Regions from separate parts of the Mus musculus genome. Here all the other regions are linked to region 3. Evidence: chromatin contacts called from public Hi-C and promoter capture Hi-C data. All regions are on one chromosome and are shown on one strand. Each heading gives the region's core, a stretch centred on a gene start, on an enhancer-like site or on the middle of the called end of the contact. The rest is flanking DNA. Distances are from core to core; before and after follow the strand shown.

The links. Promoter capture Hi-C pulls out the DNA fragments that hold promoters and counts their contacts. A called contact is a pair of places that touch in the nucleus more often than the background predicts.
Region 1: a promoter capture Hi-C map of embryonic stem cells shows a contact between it and region 3, with 2.3 times the contacts expected there. The contact joins the enhancer-like site here to the promoter of Sptb in region 3. A contact is called at or near these places in 8 of 39 promoter capture datasets (the 3T3-L1 cell line, embryonic stem cells, erythroid cells and 3 more), 1 of 15 datasets of contacts at CTCF or cohesin (the NIH/3T3 cell line), 10 of 484 Hi-C or Micro-C datasets (the G1E-ER4 cell line, the HL-1 cell line, cerebellum and 3 more) and 3 of 115 datasets of contacts at active chromatin or transcription factors (embryonic forebrain, embryonic stem cells and forebrain).
Region 2: a contact with region 3 is called in a Hi-C map of the G1E-ER4 cell line, with 2.2 times the contacts expected there. The contact joins the enhancer-like site here to the promoter of Sptb in region 3. A contact is called at or near these places in 2 of 39 promoter capture datasets (the 3T3-L1 cell line and hippocampal neurons), 14 of 484 Hi-C or Micro-C datasets (the G1E-ER4 cell line, the N1E-115 cell line, bone marrow-derived macrophages and 6 more), 1 of 115 datasets of contacts at active chromatin or transcription factors (forebrain) and 1 of 9 other capture datasets (liver).

Annotation. Positions count from the first base shown.
Region 1 is chr12:76,378,933-76,382,620 of GRCm38.p6, forward strand. All of the region lies in intron 1 of Zbtb1 (zinc finger and BTB domain containing 1), which reads left to right. Among named protein-coding and RNA genes, the nearest start is that of Zbtb1, 10 kb to the left of the region's middle. Within about 2 kb of position 1,354, at least 12 of the 459 cell types and tissues checked have an H3K27ac peak or open chromatin away from gene starts, as enhancers often do. A contact at or near this core is called in the G1E-ER4 cell line and embryonic stem cells, where this site is marked.
Region 2 is chr12:76,344,644-76,348,446 of GRCm38.p6, forward strand. No RefSeq gene overlaps it. Among named protein-coding and RNA genes, the nearest start is that of Akap5, 22 kb to the left of the region's middle. Within about 2 kb of position 1,603, at least 16 of the 459 cell types and tissues checked have an H3K27ac peak or open chromatin away from gene starts, as enhancers often do. A contact at or near this core is called in the G1E-ER4 cell line, where this site is marked.
Region 3 is chr12:76,709,173-76,712,866 of GRCm38.p6, forward strand. It overlaps Sptb (spectrin beta, erythrocytic), which reads right to left and starts at 1,375. Exons shown (of 36, transcript NM_013675.3): 1 at 763-1,375.

The DNA.
Region 1 (3,688 bases), core at 104-2,603, 330 kb before region 3:
AATTCAGGACCCAGTCCTTAGTTGATGATCTTTGCCGAAGACCACACTAGAAAGTACCAAGACGGTTTTAGTGCCATCTGAGGTACATAGGAATACTTGTCTATAGTCCCAGCACCTAGTTTACCTCAGTTAGCTACATCCTGATAGAATGTTTGACAGTCCTACATGTTTGATTTCTATAAGACTCTTGAACTTAGATTAAGATCTGTTCTCTATAGGTTTATGGCTGTCTGAATTGCTTACTACAGCTGATGAGTTTCTTGAGCATTTTGACATTTAAAATAAGCTGGTAAACATTTTCAAAGTAAGTTTCAGTTGTAGTGTCAAATGCACTGGCTCTCTGCCTCCTTAATGCTGGTACTGACCTGGGTATCAGACCTTTGAGTGACAGTTGAGGGTTTGACTTTCTGTCCCAGCCCAACTGACAGCTCTGATAAACATGTTCTTCCAGTGATAGCTGGTAACGCAAACAAGTAGTAACAGATTTTAATCACAAAAATCAGAGCAGGTAAAATATAAGGACTGTTTATGTAAATAAACTTCTGGAAAGTTGGCTCAGTGGATAAGAGCACTGACTGCTCTTGCAGAGGTCCTGAGTTCAATTCCCAGCAACCACATGGTGGCTCACAACCATCTGATGCCCTCTTTGGTGTGTCTGAAGACCGGACAGTACACTCATATACATAAAATAATTCCTTTTAAAAAAAAAAAGACTTCATGATAAGCTACATAATAAAAACTTACTAAATTCTGGTGACTTTGTTGTTTGTTTGTTTGACAAAACAAAGCAGGGTCTCACTGTGTAGCCCTTGACTGGCCTGGAACTCACTATGTAGGCCTTTGTCTGGTACTCATGAATCTTTCCATCTGCCTCCCAGCAGTGGGATTAAAGTGACACTCAGGAATGTTTCCTTGGGATCTGTTGATTTTATTATTTTGTGTGCATGAGTGTTTTCCCTCTGTGTATGTTGGATGCATGTGTGCCTGTTGCCCACTGAGGTCTGAAGAGGGCATCAGAGCCCCTAGAACTGCAGTTACAGGCAGTTGTGAATCGCCATGTGAGTGCTAGGAGTTGAGTCCAGGTCCTCTGTAAGAGCAACAAGGGCTCTTAGTCACTGAGCCGTCTGTCTTCCTAGTCCCAGCAGTTTTATAAGTCATAAAGAAAGAATTAGAAAGAAAACTTCTTAGACTTTGAGTGAAACTGTTTAATAAAAGTAAATGCTTAATACAGTTTCTTTGCAGGAGTTGGGGAGGAAGCTGGCTGCCCTGGACCTCCCTACAGACTAGGCTGGTCTGAAATGGAGGGACCCTCTTGTTTTTGCCTCCCAAGCACTAGAATTGAAGGAATGTGCCACCACACCCAGCTACTTTCTGTGTCTCCCAGCTGGGTGGGCTGACAGGATTGCGACAGACACACGGGGTTTACACCTGCCCTTGGACAAGGTTCCTGTTGTCCAGCGATAGCGCCCTTCCTGTGGAGTCCTTATCTAGGGAAGAAAACGTCTCCATGCGACCTTGGGCTTTGGGATACCTGTGCCCTCCTGGTTTCAGTGGCGTATACAGTGTCTGATTTATTGAGTGAATCAATGTGCATCAGAGTGCTTTTGAGGCTGTGCTGATTGGAGGAGTGCTTGCTTGCCTAATGCAGAGTGTGAGAAGCGGTAATATATAGCTTCACACCTATGTAATTGGCTTTCTGTGTATTTGTATTCATTTTTGTTAGTGGCCGAATCAGTGTTTTTCATTTAGCTAAGAAGGGTCTTGGAGTTTTTTGACTCTGTCATTTCTTTTACTTGGAAGGAAACTTATCTAGTTAGATTTACCTCCTGGTGCTTAGATAAACATTGCCACCACAGCCAGTATTGTTTCCAGTCATTATTACATGGCCAACGCCACGCTTTACACATTAGTTGTGTGATTCTTTGTGCTTGTTATTGGAGTCATTGTTGTTGTTCCCACCTTACTACTGGGGCAAATGACTGTAAGCAGGTTGCACAATGGGAGAGCAGGGTGGCACCTCCCCCCACTCCCCACCCCGTGCTTGCCCCACTCAGTTTCATCCCTGTTCTGTGTGGGCATCGCTAGGCTCTACTCTGGTTTCTTTCCGTTTCCAATAACCGTTACTACTAGAAAGTTTAACGCTTTGATCCTTTTTGCTTGTTTCTCTTTATTCTTTATTAACTCTATCCTACGGTGGAATAGCTAGTGACTTCAAAATCTCACTCTTCTTAGGATGGACTTGGGCCAGTGACGTTGGACTTTCTTACCTTTGCATTTGGTTGTATTACTGTGTAGATTTGTTTTATATAATCATTTTTTTAAAGATTTATTTATTTTTATGTATGTGAGTACACTGTCGCTGTCTTCAGACTCCCCAGAAGAGGGCATCAGACCCCATTACAGATGGTTGTGAGCCACCCTGTGTTTGCTGGGAATGGAACTCAAGACCTCTGGAAGAGCAGTCAGTGCTCTTAACCACTGAGCCATCTCTCCAGCCCCTGTTTTATATAATTTTAGCTGTAACTTAGTTTGTACTTAGTTTGTTTCTGCACCTTCATTTATCAATATATTTTATTTTTACACGTTTTAAGGCTTCTTTAGTTTTATGAGTATCAGTGAGTTGCCCACGTGTGACTGCACACATGCCTTCCTAGTGCATTGGGCAGCCAGAAGAGAGCATTGCATTCCATGGAGTCATGGATGGCTGTGAGGCACCACGCAGGTGCTGGGAGCGGACCCTGGGTCTTCTGCAGCAGTAACAAGTGCTCTTAACTCCTAGGCCATCTCTCCAGCTTCTTTATCAGTGTATTTTAAAGTCTACTGGGCCAAGCTTAGTGTCATTAACTCTCAGGGATACCATAAATGATGTCTTTGAACACGTACTGCTTTTGTCCTTAGGCACGTTCTCAGTTTAGCTGTGGACATCTGAGACATGGGTTTGAAATTTATTACCTTATTGAGACACTTGATTTGGCTTCTGGAACCCACATGGCTTCTCCGTTTCACAGGCTCCATCTCTTCCTAGGAAACTCTGACACATTTCGGTAGGGAAAGGAATAGGAAGGGGGACAATGTGGGCCTGTATATAGCATGCAAGTATGAACAACAGGGTATGTGATCTATAGTTGATCTGTGAGGAAAGATAAAAGCAAGGAGAAATAAGTGGATTTGGCATTTTCTTGATTACTATTACAGAGATAGAAAGGTTTTAGAGCTACATATTGGTACTCTCCAGCACTCTGGAGAGAGAGGTAGAGTAGAGTATCTGTGAGTTCAAGGCTAGCCTGGTCTACCTAGCAAGTTCCAGAATAGCCAGGGCTACATAGAGAAACCTTGTCTCAAAAAAAGAAAAAATAAATAGGAGAATGAATATTTTATTTCACTCAACAACTTGTTATGATTGTTGGGATTGTTTGTTTTTTAAACTAATTAATTTTATGTATATGAGTACATGTAGCTGTTCTCAGACATACCAGAAAAGGGTATCGGATCCCATTACAGATGGTTGTGAGCTATCATGTGGTTACTGGGAATTGAACTCAGGACCTCTGGAAGAGCAGGAACTCTAGAAAACCCACTGAAATCTCTCTAGTCTGCTGGATTTGATTTTTGTTTGTTTGCTTTGTTTTAAGTTTTATAGGTACAGATTAAAATTTGAGACTAAAATTTGGAAAACTTTTGGGTTTTT
Region 2 (3,803 bases), core at 353-2,852, 360 kb before region 3:
TAATGAAACGCCACAGACATATTTAGTTTAAGTACACTAAAAGACACAAGTTACATTGTAAAAATTTCCCACATGAACTATTTTTAGCACAGATACCACAAAGATCCCTGTCAAGTATTCACAGGAATCCAAGGTTCAGTATCAAGAATTAGCCGGTGCAAACAGGCTTTATTCGCTGTCCGCTTCGCAGCTTGTTTTCCTCCCATGATAGCAGTTATTCCCTTCAGTGGTCAGAGAAAGCGGTCCAGTTTTACTTCCAAAGAACATTAGTGAGTTCCTACGGATAATCCTTATTCCATCTCCCGTCCCTATTTATTACTTAGATGGTCTTCATCCAAGAAGCAATGGGATATTTATTTTCTTTGTTCCTTTTCTTATATGAAAATAATGGGGCTGGTGAGATGGCTCAGTGGGTAAGAGCACCCGACTGCTCTTCCGAAGGTCCGAAGTTCAAATCCCAGCAACCACATGGTGGCTCACAACCATCCGTAACGAGATCTGACGCCCTCTTCTGGAGTGTCTGAGGACAGCTACAGTGTACTTACATATAATAAATAAATAAATAAATCTTTAAAAAAAAAAAAAAAAAAAGAAAATAATGTATTTGGAGGGAAGTTTCCTTAATGCTGAAATAGGTGTATTTTACTTCCACTAATGCTAAATCCTATCTTCCTTGATGAACGATACAAACAGTTCAGAAGAGTAAGAACTCAAGTAGCACTCCCATTTCTGGCGCATTTTCATAAAAACTAATTTTCTCAACTAATTATCTATTAAGTAGGGCTGCAAGCATGTTCTAGAATCTACCAGATGGAATACTGAACCGGGCTAGCCGTGGAACCGCTTCCTGCTGTTGGTTTCCATCAGCACACTAACCATTTTAGAGCAAAGCCTCACACCAGCCCTGCGAGGTAGGTGCTGTGGACACCTCCGCTTTACTTGGAAGAGGTAAGTAACCACTTCAAACATTCTATACATTAAAGAGCAACAACACTGCTTGTCAGGCAGACTGCACTCACTGAGCGCTCCTACCAACAACAAATGCAAAACACCTACATGCAGGCTCTATAAAGAAGGGAAGACTTAAAGCTGGCCCACACAGAAAAGCTCTATATAGGATCTGCCTAGCCCGAGGCAGAGGCAGGTGGATCTCTGAGTTCAAGGCCAGCCTGGTCTACAGAGTGAGTTCCAGGACAGCCAGAGCTACAGAGAAACCCTGTCTCAAAAAACAAAAACACACAAAAAAAAGAACTAAGCTTGTTTCGCAAGGCCTCCAAATGTTACCCGGCAGGCTGCTCACTTCAACACAAGAGGGCAACATCTGGCAACAAAGTACATATGGTGACTCCAGGCTCAACTAGGCAACCATTACACAAACCACACTGCTTGGGGGGTGGGGTGGGGGAGGACGGGGAGGGGAGGGGAGGGGAGGGGAGGAGAGGGGAGGGCAAGGGAGCTCCATATTGCAGATGTGACAAAAACTAAAGGTTGTTCCTGGAAAATCTTTTAAAATATGAATACTTTTTCCCCCAAATGAAGACTTATGTCTTAAAAACCAAAACCAAAACTCCCCAGGCTGTAGGCGTTATAGTGCATGCTACCCCAGGCACTTAGGAGGTGGATGCAGGGTTGTTTCAAGTCCCAGGCCATTGTGGGCCATATAGTAAGACATAACCTCAAAAAGGCAGAATGAGCAGGAGAGGCTGATTCGGTGCTTAAGGGTACTTGCTGCTCCTGCAGAGGACCTGGTTTGGTTCCAGCACCCACATGAGTTCTCCAGGTTCTGATGCCTCAGGTTTTTGAGAGAGAGTCTTACTGAGTGAGCCTGGAGTTGCTCGTTCTGCATAAGTCATCGAAGCCTGCCTGGGCTCTGTATCTCAATGTAAATATACTGAGATCTATCTCTAAATCTCAAAAAAAGTAAAGGCAGGGAATATATCCTAAATAGCCTAAAATACATGGTCAGTATCTGTGCTTCTGTATGATCAAGTCACTCAAGTAACCGAGTGATTGCTGTGATGACTTAAGTGTAAGATACCATGCAGTTATGACCCCTAAACAGCACATTTGTTAACCACCCCAATACAATCCATTCTACCACTAGCTATGTTCTGTTCTTAAAACACATCATCAGTCTTGATCTCAGACGCTAACTCTAAATCAGAAACTCAGTTACCTTAAAACAGTGCCCAGTAGGGTTCTTCACTTGGCCTTTAAAAGTTACCACTCTGAAGGCCGGATGGGAAGACAACGGTGCGTTCAAGTCTAGCCTGGGCCAAATAGCAAGACTATCTCAAAAACTTACAAACAAAACAATGAAGCTACTACTTCAGGTTGGTGTGGTATCTGTGTGTGTGCTGTTTTGTTTGTTTGAGACAGGGTCTAACTATGTCACTCTAACTGGTCTGGAACTCACTATATAAACCAGGCTGGCCTTGAACTCAGAGATCAGCCTCACAAATTCTGGGATTAGAGTCCATGCCACCATCTCTGGAACTCTGTCATGTAACCTAACTCACCATTCATCCAGAGGGGGATGGGGGTGGGGGAATAAAAACAATCGGTTTTTTTTTTTTTTTTTTTTTTTTGGTTTTATGAGACAGGATTTCTCTGTGTAGCCCTGGCTGTCCTGGAACTCACTTTGTAGACCAGGCTGGCCTCAAACTCAGAAATCCACCTGCCTCTGCCTCCCAAGCGCTGGGATTAAGGCGTGTGCCACCACGCCCGGGGGCAGGAGAACCTCTTAAATGTCTTCAGAGGTATGGGAGTGGGGTCAGAATTAACTGGCTATACACACCGAGGTGTCTGTGAGATGGCACATACCCCATGGTGTGAGATGGCATATACCCCATGGTGTGAGATGGCACATACCCCATGGTGTGAAATGGCACGTACCCCATGGTACTGGCCGCCTGGGAAGCTGAAGAAGACTGCTTGTGCTCAAGATTTTAAGGCCAACCTGGTGACATAGCAAGGCTGAGAGTGTGTGTGTGGCAGGACCAACTCAAATGCTCTTCAAATGTCTGTGAGCTGAGACTTCAATAGGGTGGTGGTGGGGTGCTGTTCTACAGTCTCTCTTGCCTTTTGATTCTTGAGAACAGAACTTCAAGTTGAAATAACCCTTTGGAAACAATGAAATTTGCTAAGCTACTTGTTAGGTACAGAAAATTCATCACTTAGTCCAACATCTTCCATTTTCCTGGAGTTGTAAGTTTCTAAGTGTCGCCACTATAAAAGGGAAGTGAGTATATTCACAGAAGGAGAGCTGCCGGCATGGGTTTTAAGTAGGTCTGGAATGCTCAGTGCATCCACTCCACTGCTTTTACTAACAGAAAAGCGAAAGCTACACCATTGTCAAATCACCCTTATGAGTGACTTTTAGAAAAAAAAACTATCATCAACCCAGGCAGCCTTAATAAGTCTGCAACATTAAGTCAGGGAGATGATACGTATCTTACCATTTTCCTCTTCAAACTTAGGTGATCCTCTTGCTATAAACACCTGAAGGTGTCCAAGAGCACACTGGAGATCTGCCTATCCGCACAAGGTTGGCTCACACAGACCTGTATGACCACTTACGTGAATGCACTGTTTCTCTGCTCAAGCCTTCTTCACTACTGACTTCTCCAGTCCTTCCTTTTAGCTAAAATATTTATTAAAAATGAGGTATACTTGATGGCTAATAAATAAAAGGCCATATAAGAGGTTGGAATGCTAGTAAGTACAGTTAAAACTACTTGTGATTTGGTATAGCCATGTCTTAAAACAAAACAAACTTTTTATACATTATAATATATAGTTAT
Region 3 (3,694 bases), core at 125-2,624:
CTGGGTAAGTTGGTGGGACTTGAGGATTGTGTTAGAGCTCTTGTTTCTTCCATTTTCTGCTATTTCTCCGGGGCCAAGTTGCTGGAACTGGCACGAAGGGTAACCGTAGAGTGGGCAGTAGCTTGGAGATAAGGAACTCAAAGGGAAAAGGTGGGGGTCCTTGAAGTATAGTCCTGGGACACTTGATCTCTCCCTTCTCAGTCTACACTGGGCCACTCTGCACGTCCTGCCTGACATCCTGAGGCCCGGCCCCCTCTGCTGCCCTGAACTGTCCTCCCAGCCTTGGCACTGGGCAGCCCTGGAGCGCGCTAGCCAAGTTCCAGAAGAGGATCCGACACGCCCGGGGGTTTGAGAAACCAGGCAGCAGGAGGCACAGACGCGGACAGTCCTTAGACCGACGACAGGCAGCCCCCCCCCCCAACTTTGCTCCCAGGCGAGGGTCCTGGGGGAGGCGGCCAAGAGCACAAACCCCCCAAACCCACTCCCCGTGCCCCACGGCGACACTCTACTAGCTGGCTTCCCAAAGCTAGCGCCCTGCTCGCCCAGCGCCTGCGAAACCCACGCGGGTTCCCGCGTCCCGGGGTGACGACTGCCGCAGCCGCCAGGGCCTCCTGGGCTCCTCACCCCTCCCGCCCCGTGCTAGGCACCCGGGGCCAGGCCCCCACCGGGCTGTCGCGTCACCCGCCCCCTGGGCCCCGCACTCCCCGGCGCTGGCTCCGGGGCACCCAGCTCCCTCCCGTCGCGCGGCCCTCGGGGACTCACCTGCGCTGGGGCTGAAGCGGCGGCTACCCCGAGCCCGGGGGCGGCGGCGCAGGGGGAGGAGGGCAGCACGGGGCTCCTGGCACAGTGGCCGCCGGGCGCCTGGTGCAGCGGAGCCGCGGACCCGCCCAGAGATATAAATAACATTATCTGAGGAGGGACATTCCTGCCGGGGGACATCGCTGCTGCCGGGACCAGATAGTCCCGCGGCGGGGGCGGGGAGGCGGGGCTGCAGCCTCCCGCAGCGCCAGGCCCGCCTTCCCCACCCACTCCTGCACCTGCCAATCAGACTGCGCGCCCGGGGGCACCTGCCTAGCCGCTAGCGCCGCCGCCGCTGGGACCTGGGACGCCAGGGTCCTCTCTCACCTCCCCTGATCCCGCACACACAGAGCCCCTTGCCACGGGAAGAGGACTCGACTCTGCTGCTCCGGCCTAATTTGTGTGCCCGGAGCCGCAAGCTGGCGGCGAAAAGGAGTCCTCCCAGCCTTTCCCGCCTAGCGTCCCTGCAGACTACGATCTGGTTTTGAAAAAACATCTAAAGACCCGTTTAGGCCATAGGGTGGGTGAGGAGGGCGCCCCGGCTGTAATGCCCCTCCGGAGATAGGCTGGAAGGGACAGATTGTTCCCGCGGGCGGGTTACGTTAGAAAGCGCGCTCCCGGCCGGCTACAACCGGCTGGTAGTAGGAGCAGACGCTGGGAGCACAGGGGGTGGGCACTGGGCCGAGGCCCCCGCCCCCAGCCTGCGGGCTGGAGGCCGCGGCTCCTGCTTGTAAGCAAGGTACTGTCCCGGAGAACCCGGCTGTGCTGGTTGGTGGCGCTCAGCCTACAGTTGCATATTGCAGGGTCCATAATCAACAGGCAAGCCAGCATACCAGCCCACCTGCACCATCCTGTGAGCCCGGGTCTCCGGGCAAGACCCTGCTTTCTCACTGCAAGCTTTGGTAGGGTGGTGTACAGCAGGCCAGAGGAGATGCTAGAACCAAGGGTGTCAAGTACATCTGCGACTAGGGAGGGTGACACACGGACGAACACGGGCGGCTTGCAAGGCAGGCTATTTCCTTGACTTTTTAACAATACAAGGTCATCGCTCTGTAATGTTGGTTGCGTGCCTTGCTGTACCTTTCCTTGTTTTATTTTTATGGGGGGGGGGGAGGGGCGGCCCTCCATACGCTGTGCCTGGGATGGTCTCTCACAGACTATCAACCCGGGTAATCGCAAGTGTAATGGAGACACCAGTGGCGATTAAAAAGAGCATAGATGCAGAAGGGAGCTTTAACTTTGATGCTCCCCGGAATTCTTAACAGGAAACAGCCTTTCTCTTGACTTGTTTGCTTGAGTGTATAATTACGCTGTTTTCTAGGATTCATGAGCAAAGTGTGTTGAGTTGCCAGATGTTCAAGCTTAGTATTGGGTATTAAAGGTACGCAAAAGATATTTCACTGCCTGCTGCCGTCACACTTCTTTTGAGAGTAGGTATTTGGACAGTAAAAATGCTAATTGGGACAAAATCCACAGGTATTAAAAAGCCATAGAACTCTTCCCTCCCCTTTTGCCTGAGTTCTTATTACATACTAATTTCCCAAATGGCATCAGTATTACAAGGAAAATGACACACCGGCCTGGGCTATCCTAGAGGTTAACAGCGACCTCCCACCTCCTTCCCCCACTCAGACCATCTAGCAATTCTCTGTAGTGAGCAAGAGCTGTAGATCTTAAGCAAAGCACACATTTAGCACTCCAAAGGCCCTGGGACTCCCCAATATCCTCCAGCACCACCCCAAACCATTTGCTTTGCTTGTTGTTGAGTTCAAAATCATCTTTTTAGGAACTAATTCCTGGCAAAAACAAAAAACAGGCCAACTTCAAAAGCTGAGACTTAGATATCACAAGTAGAAATCCTTGATCTATTTTTGAAAGAAAAAGGGAGGGTTGGAATTATGTATTTATGTGTTTTAAACCGTGTGTGAATAAACTTATTAAATAAATTCATGAATCCCAGAATTGCAGCTTTGCAGCTACGTAATTATATATTAGAGGAAACAGATAATTCTTAGCTATAGGCTTGAGGCTCTGAACTGAATGGTTGCACACATATTTTCCTTTGGAGCGTTCAAATTTATAATTTTCAACCACAAGAAAAAAATGAATATGACGACGACAAACGCTCCAAAGCAACAGACAGATTAGTCCAAGATTTTACAAACCAGCTCTTCTGCTGTGGCTATCTCGACTTTAGCTGAACGATAAATAATTCAATACAACCTCATTTGCTGCAGATCCTGTTATCCTGACAACATCCCCAAATGCTTCCCAGCTAATAGAGTTACAGTGACATGATAAATCAGAGCCCAGTGAGAGAGGAAGTTTAGAAGTGCAGAGAGAAAGGGCATTGCACAAGCACAGGAATGAGAAATTCGGGACAGTGTGGGGGAGGGAGGGGGGACACTGATAGAAAGGTTCACTATCAAGGTCATTGTTGAGACAGAGCGTCTTCAGGGGCCTTCTTAGAAAACTGTACAGTATCTATAAAGTATCGTTGAGAATTCTCTACAGGAGATAAAGATGGACCTTCATCTTCATTGGTCAAAGGACTGTCCCTGCCCATCTTGACAACCTGGATTTCCAAGGTTCCCTGTAAGCTTCCCTAGTTAATCTGCAGCTTTGGAAGAGTTCTGGGACCCGAAGGGAGAGCTTAAGACTTTAGTAGATGCTGTGAGCCAAGGTTTGGGAGGAAGCCTTCAGAGACTGAGTGCCCAGCTCTAGCTGAAATCAATAGGTGAGGCTAAGGGGGTGGATGTAAGTAAGGACACTAGAGTCGTCTAACTATAGGGGGATGTCTGCTAGTCTCCTTCTCCTTCATAGTCTCTCTCTCTCTCTCTCTCTCTCTCTCACACACACACACACACACAGTTCTTTGAGAATTCCTTACATGTCT